Linked DNA regions of Triticum aestivum: region 2 is linked to region 1. A link is a contact called in public Hi-C data. All regions are on one chromosome and are shown on one strand. The core of a region is the stretch at or near the end of the contact, and the rest is flanking DNA. Distances in the headings are between cores, read along the strand shown.

Region 1 (3,893 bases), core at 574-3,073:
CTCCAGCACGCGTCGTCGCATCTCACGCCCCTGCTCCCCCTCCATGGCCTCCCGTATCATGGCCTCCACCTCGGTCCTCCTCACGTCATCCCCAATCTCCATACCGATGCCCCACTCCGTACACTTGAAACGGCAGTTGGTCTGCTGCTCCGCGAAGAAGGGCCAGCACACCATCGGCACGCCGCCGCAGATGCCCTCCAGTGACGAGTTCCAGCCAGAGTGCGTGAGGAACACCCCTACGGCCTCGTGCTCCAGCACCTCCTGCTGCGGGCACCACGTCGACAGCATGCTCCGCCCCTCAGTTGCCGCATAGAACTCCGGCGGAAGTGCGGCCTTGACGTCGCCCTTGACGAGGTCAGGCCGCACGTTCCATAGGAAGGCATAACCAGTGTTGGCCAACCCCCACGCAAACTCCAGCATATGCTCCTTGGACATCACCGTGGTGCTCCCGAAATTGACGTGCACCACGGAGCGCGGCGGGCGGCCGTCGAGCCACCGGAGGGGAGCATCCTGCTCCTTCCACAGGTTGGACCCAATGCCGGAGATAGGGCTCTCCTCCGGCACATTGTTGCGAGCAGTCAAATGGAGTGGCCCCGCTGTGTAGATGGGCGGCAGGAGCTTGGACATGGCATCAAGCAAGGGCGCGTCGAGCTCGTCCCAGGTGTTGATGACCACCGCCGACGCCTGCGACATGGCGGGTACCTCGTGGATGAAGAAGTTGAACATGATGTCATCGGGGTCCGTGGTGCGCAAATAGCTCGGGAGGTCACGCAGCCGCAGGTCCTTGGGCATCGCCGGGATCCAGTCGATGATCGTGTCCAAGTATCCATTGCTCAACTGAGCCTCTTCTGCACCAACAACAAATTAATTATACTAGCATGTAATGTTGCCATCAATTGAATTTTTCTATAATAAGTACTATGTCTGCGTCTAATTTAAATTCTTCAGATGCAACAGATTTAGGAGTGCACAACGACATGCTAGACTTGGTACATACTTCAACAAAAACAAGAACAGACCTTGGTAGTTGAAGAGAGCTTTTTTTTGTCGTGCATGTAGAGAGAGACATACATACATACCTTTGAGAGGGACGATTCCACGATCGAGTAGGTCCTTGTAGTGGTAGTAGCCCATGAAACCACAGGCGCTGGCGGTCCAGAGCACGGCGCAGCGGAGGCCGAGCTCACGCGCCACGCTAATGGCGAAGCTCGTGATGCTATCGGCCACCACGCAGGTAACAGGCGGCACGGCGCCACCGGAGGCCTCAGCCTCCTCGTTGAGCTTGACGACGAGCTCCTTGAACCTGGGACGGCAGGTGGTCATGGTGGAGTAGATCAGGGCGGGGGTGTCCCGCGAGGCCTCGAGGTCGGACGGAGGAAGGCCGTCGGCGATGGTGGCGAACCGGAACCCCGGCAGGCTGCAGAGCCTGTCCACGGCGGCCTGCGACTGCTGCGCGCCCAGCAGGCGGAGGTGGTTGAACTCGTTGTTGACGAAGGTGATGTGGAAGCCCCTGGTGTGGAGCAGCTTGGCCAGCTTCAGCATCGGCGTCACATGGCCCTGCGCCGGGTACGGCATCATCACGGCGTGCGGCCTCTCGCCCGCCGCCGGCAAGGACCCCATCCTTGCTAGCGAGCTTGCTTCGCCTTGCTGTTGCTTCAGCTGGCTAGCTCTCTCACCCACAAGGCTACAAGCCTCAACGCTGTGTTGTGCGTTTGGCCGTATGCGGCTGTGCCCCATGGGCTCCTGACGCGATGGCATATAAAATCCGCGTGCTCACGGGTTGCTGGATCAGTCGGCCTCGATCTCGACTTCAGTAGCCGCCTGCCTTCTGCCGTTGGCTTCATGAATTATTGTTGTTGTGGGAGGAGGACATGGGACCATGCATGTGATCCGCACGTCCTTCCGTTTGTCTCGAATAGTTTGGCGCATTTGGTAACTTCAGACAACTGGCCTTTTTTAAGTAAAAAATATCATCTCTCACAAAGTTGCACCACACTTATTTTGGGACGGAGGAAGTATTTTTACTTGCTCTCGCACAAACCTATTGTGGAAGCTCTATTAATATTTTTTATTTTTTTAACACAGTACGGACGCAAGCGCTCATACATACGCATATACACTCAATCTATGAACGTATGCACGCACACCCTATCCCTATAAGCACCTTCGAAAGACTGAGCCGGCATATCATCGTCACCGTAAGCATCTCGTCGTCGACAGGAACGTCTCCGTAAACCCTGGTGGGCTGAGAATACCACTGTCTCTCCAACCATCGAACCACAGGTTGATTCGCTCTATATATGTTGGCATGTATTGCATTTTCATTGGACCACAATAACCGGCGTACGTTCAGCTCCACTCTGCCTGCTGCGGCCCATAATGTATCATCTAGTTTACTATATCGGGCTGGGTTTTTGGTTGGTTTTTATTTTATTTAAAAACATGCATTGAACATTTTTTAATATCCGTTGAACATTTTTTAATATATGTTGACCATTTTATTAATACACAAAGCATTTTTTATTATATTAGTATGTTTAATATACGGTGAATTTTTTCATAAAATATGAATATATATGTTGAGAATTTTTTACTACACATTGAATCTTTTTAACATACGTTGAAATTTTTTGGAATACACGTCGAACATTTTCATAATATTTAACCCGGAACAAATTTGAAGACACACAATGAACATTATTGTATTCACGGAATAATTTCAAATATACGATGAACATTTTTATAATGGATGGTGAACTTTTTGTAGTATACCGTGAACATTTTCTTATTATCTCTACTACTTAAAAAGAACGTAAGGTTCCCATTTCACCTTTCTTTCCATCACCCCTTCATCCAACCTTCCCCGTATAGTATTAAATCACACTAATTTACTTACCTTTTGAACCAATTTTACTTTAATTTACTTACCAAACTTCTGATCAAAATATAAGGTAAATTAGGGGCAGAATTGGATGAAAATTTATATACACAATCGCATATTATGGGCAGGTAAATCACTTCTGATCAAAATATAAGGTAAACCACGGACAAAATTTGACGAACATTTATTTACATAAGCGCATATTATGGGCACGTAAATTACAAGCTAACATACTAGAATATTTATATCCCGTTGCAACGCACGGGCATTGTTCTAGTACTATGAAAAAATTGGTAACACACAATGAACTTTATACTATATAATACCCAAAATATAAAAGAAAAAAGGGAAAGTAAAAAAATAAAAAATAAAAATAAAAGAAAATAAATACAAACAGAAACGAAAAAAAAGAAACAGCAAAGTAACCATGGGCTGGCCCAAACTGGGGCGTCGGGAGACCGCGCTTCAGCGAAGCCACAAATAGGAATTGCGCCTTGTAGGAGGCACTAATGAACTGTCTTCCCCACGGGGGAAGCGCTCTTTTGCCCATTTAGTATGCCTCCCAGTACGGTCAACATTTTGCAAACAAATTCAAAATTTTGCCATCTTAAAAATAACAGCTAATTCGAATTATCACTAGATTAAGGTTTCAGATACCTAAATATGGTGTAGTAATTTTACTCTAAATAATCTCCATCGCCAAAAAAAATATTACTCTACAAAAGAATTTCAAAAAATTGTGACTGGCATATTGGATTACAAAAAAGAATTTATGAATTTTGTAGGAAAATGTTTCATGACATATGCATGCCATGTTTGTGACTACATTTTCTCTCTAGTTTCTCCATGAACCAATACCAAATGCCATGTGATTAAAATTTTCCTTAAAATATGAATATATACATTGAACCATTTTTTAATACCCATTGAACTTTTTGTAATATATGTTGAACAATTTTTCACATTGAACATTTGCGTAATATACCCTGAACAAATTTCAAAACACACAGTG
Region 2 (3,890 bases), core at 636-3,135, 160 kb after region 1:
CGTGCGCCATCAACCAAATGAGACGCGGTGTGGCTACAGTAATCGCCCGTCAGGCGGCGGGACTATAGCCACGCTCCCCCGACCAAGCCTGCGTCATTAGCATCACAGCTACAGTGATCAGCAGCCGGCAAGACCCGCGAGCGGCGGGAGCGGCCTGTTGGCTACGTACCAGACCAGTCGGCGGGCCCCAGCAGCCGCCGGAGAAGCCGGCAGCCAGAGACACCGACAGCCGGGTCCTACGCCCGGCAGATTACCAATGTACCCCTGGGGGTAGGCCTATATAAACCCCCAGGGCACCCGTGCAAAGGGTTCCAACCTGTTAGAACTAGACTCGTACCTAGAGGAGGAGAGAGCGTGCCTGCCTTCTTCCACCTCTAGCAAACAGCTCAAGGAGCACCATTGTACCACTAGTGCCTTAGTGAACATGCGGAGACCCCGCAGAGCAGGACTAAGGTGGTTATCTCCACGGAGAGCCTCGAACCTGGGTAAAGTTCGCCGGCGTACGTGTCTACGCCTCATCCCGCTTCCAGGCACCGGCGACGTTCTACTCGCTCCCACAATGATAAGCCATCCTTTGGCATATGTCGCACCCAACCCACGATAGAGCTTGTTCATCCCTTATCTCCAACCCGGTCCGAGGAAAACGTTGGTAGTGTTGCATCTTGAAATCTATAGAAATAATATTGAAAGGCCGCAGTACTCTCCAAATTTCCAAATATGATATATCCCTTTTCTGCCTGGTTTTTGAGAGTAATTTTTTTTCGAAAAGTGTAACGCCCACACGTGTGGGCGTTAGCCAACTCACCCACACGCCTCCATCACTGTTCAGTAACTTCTGCACGAATCTTGGCACAAATTAGCTGATTTTGTATGCCACGTAGGACAACTCGCGTGTGTGATGTGTGAGAGAGGTCGCCCATACATCCGTTTTACCACACGGTGGGGCCGGTGTGTGGGCGTTTAGCAGTTCGCCCACACACCAGTTTTCAGTCACGTACAAGGGCTGGTGTGTGGGCGTTTGCCATCTCTCCCACACGCCCGCCTCCTCTCCCACACCCAAGCTGCCAGTTGCCATGCGTTTTGCTGTGTACATGGCAACTGCCCTAGTGTGATTGCAAGCAGATGACAACTCTCTCTTTTTTTTACCCAAACATATCAGTTGCCATATGTTTTGTATGGTACATGGCAAACTTCCCTAGCGTGCACGTAAGCATGGCAACTCTTTCTTTTTACATGGCAACTGCCCTAGCGTGCTTGTGAGCACATGACAACTCTCTTTTTTACCCGAACATGTTTTTTTTCCATGCCTTTTTTGTAGTGCTACATGGGCAACTGCCTAGTGTTAGTAGGTGGCAACTCCTAAAGTTTTAAAATCATGGCAACTGCAGTAGACCAGACCACACATGGCAACAGCTGTAGTTGTCCAAAAAATTGCAATCTGGAACTTTGACCTGAGATGGCAACTGTAGTTGAGCAAACATGGCAATTGTAGTTGTCCGACATGGCAACCGTAGTTCAGCGACATGGCAACTGCACTTAAACGAACATGGACGAGGGTCCGACCCATGGCAACTGCGGGCGCGTGGTAAAGTGTCACGTGGGGCGTGCGGGACCACGAGGTACGAGACCTGACGTACCGGGCGTGTGGGTGTTATCTATTTCGCCCACACGCACGCGTGTAAGAGGGACCGGGAGGGAAAAACAGGCGTGTGGGCGCTAGTTATTTTGCCCACACACAGGCGTGTGGGCTGGTCCTCTTAAGCACCACACAGAATGTGTGGGCAGATCCCTTAACGCCCACACGTGTGGCAGTTATCAGCGTCCATTTTTTTCTATAAATTTGCTCAAACTTGGCATTGTTTGACTTTGAACAAAATTTATGTATTCTTTCTTCAGGGAAGGGAGCAGTACCGTACGCGTGCGGGGGCGTGTAGCAATTACCAGCCTGGCATTATAACGGAGACCTGTTACGCTTGCTCGTGGCGTCCTGTATTTGTACATCTCTGTCCAAATCGCCGTGATCCAGCTAGCTTACACAGAAGGGCGATTCGATCGAGGCCGCCGCCCCGCCGCCGCCGCCGCCGGAGACGATCCCCTGCAGTCAGGTACGAGCACCAACCCGGAATCCCATGGCAAAATTTTCTTTTTACTCTTTGCAAGCTCTTCCCCTGCTCGGCGCCGCGCCTCTGACCAACTAACTTCCTGCCCGCTTTCTCCCGGGATCCCCTTCTCCCCGTCCTTCTCGCCTGATCCGGTGGGCGACGCCGGATCTGCCCCCTAAGTCCACCGCCGCCGTGCCGTAGCTTAGCATAGGCAGCTTCGCCCGCCGTCGCCGTGCTGGTTCGGCCTCGTCGCGGCATATACAGCGCCCCTGCTGCCTCCGCACCCAATCGGCGGCCATGGAAATTTCTCTTCGATGTATCGGCTTTTAGTCGCCCATACAGTGAGGGCCCGGTTCCGAACTGACCTCACCATCCGCCCCTGTCGCGATCCACTAGTAATTCTTGGACTCTGTTCACGACGTCTCGGAGTCGGAGGTGCTCTGTATTACTGTCGGCGGTTCTGATTTTAGTCGCGTAGTTCTTCGCTGTTAGCTGCTGACAGACCTCGCAGCGCGCTGAATTTGGCTGAATTGCTGCAGCCAGATCGAAATTGGATGTCACCGGGTTGACCTTTGTGTTCCTCTGAACAACATGTGCGAGTGTAAATCGTATGGAATCCCTGAATAAAAGTATGAACCAAGAAACAGTCATTTGAGCAATCTTAATATATCCCGTAATTACTGGTTGTGTCTGATGAGGCTCTGAACCCTTTGGTTGTTAAACCCAGTTCAATATTCAGTATGCACTAGAGATTATTGTTGGGTGAATACACATTATTATTCGGTTTAAGTTCTTGTTTTATGCTTCTGTCATGAGAATCTTCCTCTGTTCACTGTTACAAATTTGAGTTTTTGATACAACATTTACTTCTGCAGTTAGTTAAGCTACAAAATGGCCTCGCTGGACACCGTCAGAGGAGATCTTGGCCTGGTTGTTTTGTACCTAAGCAAGGCTGAGGCAAGAGATAAGATCTGTAGAGCTATACAATATGGATCCAAGTTCCTGAGCAACGGACAACCAGGACCTGCACAGAATGTCGACAAATCAACTAGTCTAGCTCGGAAAGTTTTCCGACTGTTTAAGGTAGAGTGTGAATTATTTTGTGTAGTAGAGTTTGCAAATAGGAAAAGATATCGTATTTTAATCTTGACATGGTCTATGGCGTCACTGATGCACTATTGATGGTTTGCAGTTTGTTAATGATCTCCAAGCTCTGATTAGCCCCCCTGCCAAAGGAACTCCACTTCCGCTGATCTTACTTGGAAAGGTATGCTGCTGCTGGTGTTACATTGTGGGAACATAGTCAGCTGAAGACAGGATTCTAATTTTCTAATTTTGCTTTCTGTCCTCAGTCGAAGAACGCGATGCTGTCAACTTTCCTCTTTCTGGACCAAATTGTTTGGGCTGGGAGAACAGGAGTATACAAGGTCTGAATTGTTGTTCACATCAGCATGTTAGATGTTTAATTCCTTATATGGTTTTACCTTATTTATCCCTCCAAAAGTTCATCCAAGAAATTTAGTTACCTACATGGTGACAAGCAAAACAATACAACTGTTTCTGCAGAACAAGGAGCGAGCAGAGTTTCTTGGCAGGATAGCATTTTATTGCTTTCTCGGATCCAATACCTGTACTACTATCATCGAGGTTTGTTGCTTCTCTACATGGCTATCTGAAAACTATTTGATTCTGTTTTGTGCCAGATCTTTGTATATTACCTGAAATTAACATCTGATCCGTTCTTCATTCTAGCTAGCCGAGCTTCAGCGGCTTTCCAAATCGATGAAG

What was found. Hi-C and Micro-C count contacts between places; a contact is called where the count stands out from the background.
Region 2: a contact with region 1 is called in a Hi-C map of leaf, with 2.3 times the contacts expected there. The contact joins the promoter of LOC123168369 here to the promoter of LOC123164646 in region 1. A contact is called at or near these places in 2 of 5 Hi-C or Micro-C datasets (both in leaf).

Annotation. Positions count from the first base shown.
Region 1 is chr7D:27,770,670-27,774,562 of IWGSC CS RefSeq v2.1, forward strand. It overlaps LOC123164646 (7-deoxyloganetin glucosyltransferase), which reads right to left and starts at 1,824. Exons shown (of 2, transcript XM_044582193.1): 1 at 1,080-1,824; 2 at 1-845. The coding sequence starts at 1,758.
Region 2 is chr7D:27,929,504-27,933,393 of IWGSC CS RefSeq v2.1, forward strand. It overlaps LOC123168369 (peroxisomal membrane protein 11-5), which reads left to right and starts at 1,886. Exons shown (of 8, transcript XM_044586240.1): 1 at 1,886-2,105; 2 at 2,978-3,185; 3 at 3,295-3,369; 4 at 3,455-3,529; 5 at 3,669-3,749; 6 at 3,855-3,890. The coding sequence starts at 2,994.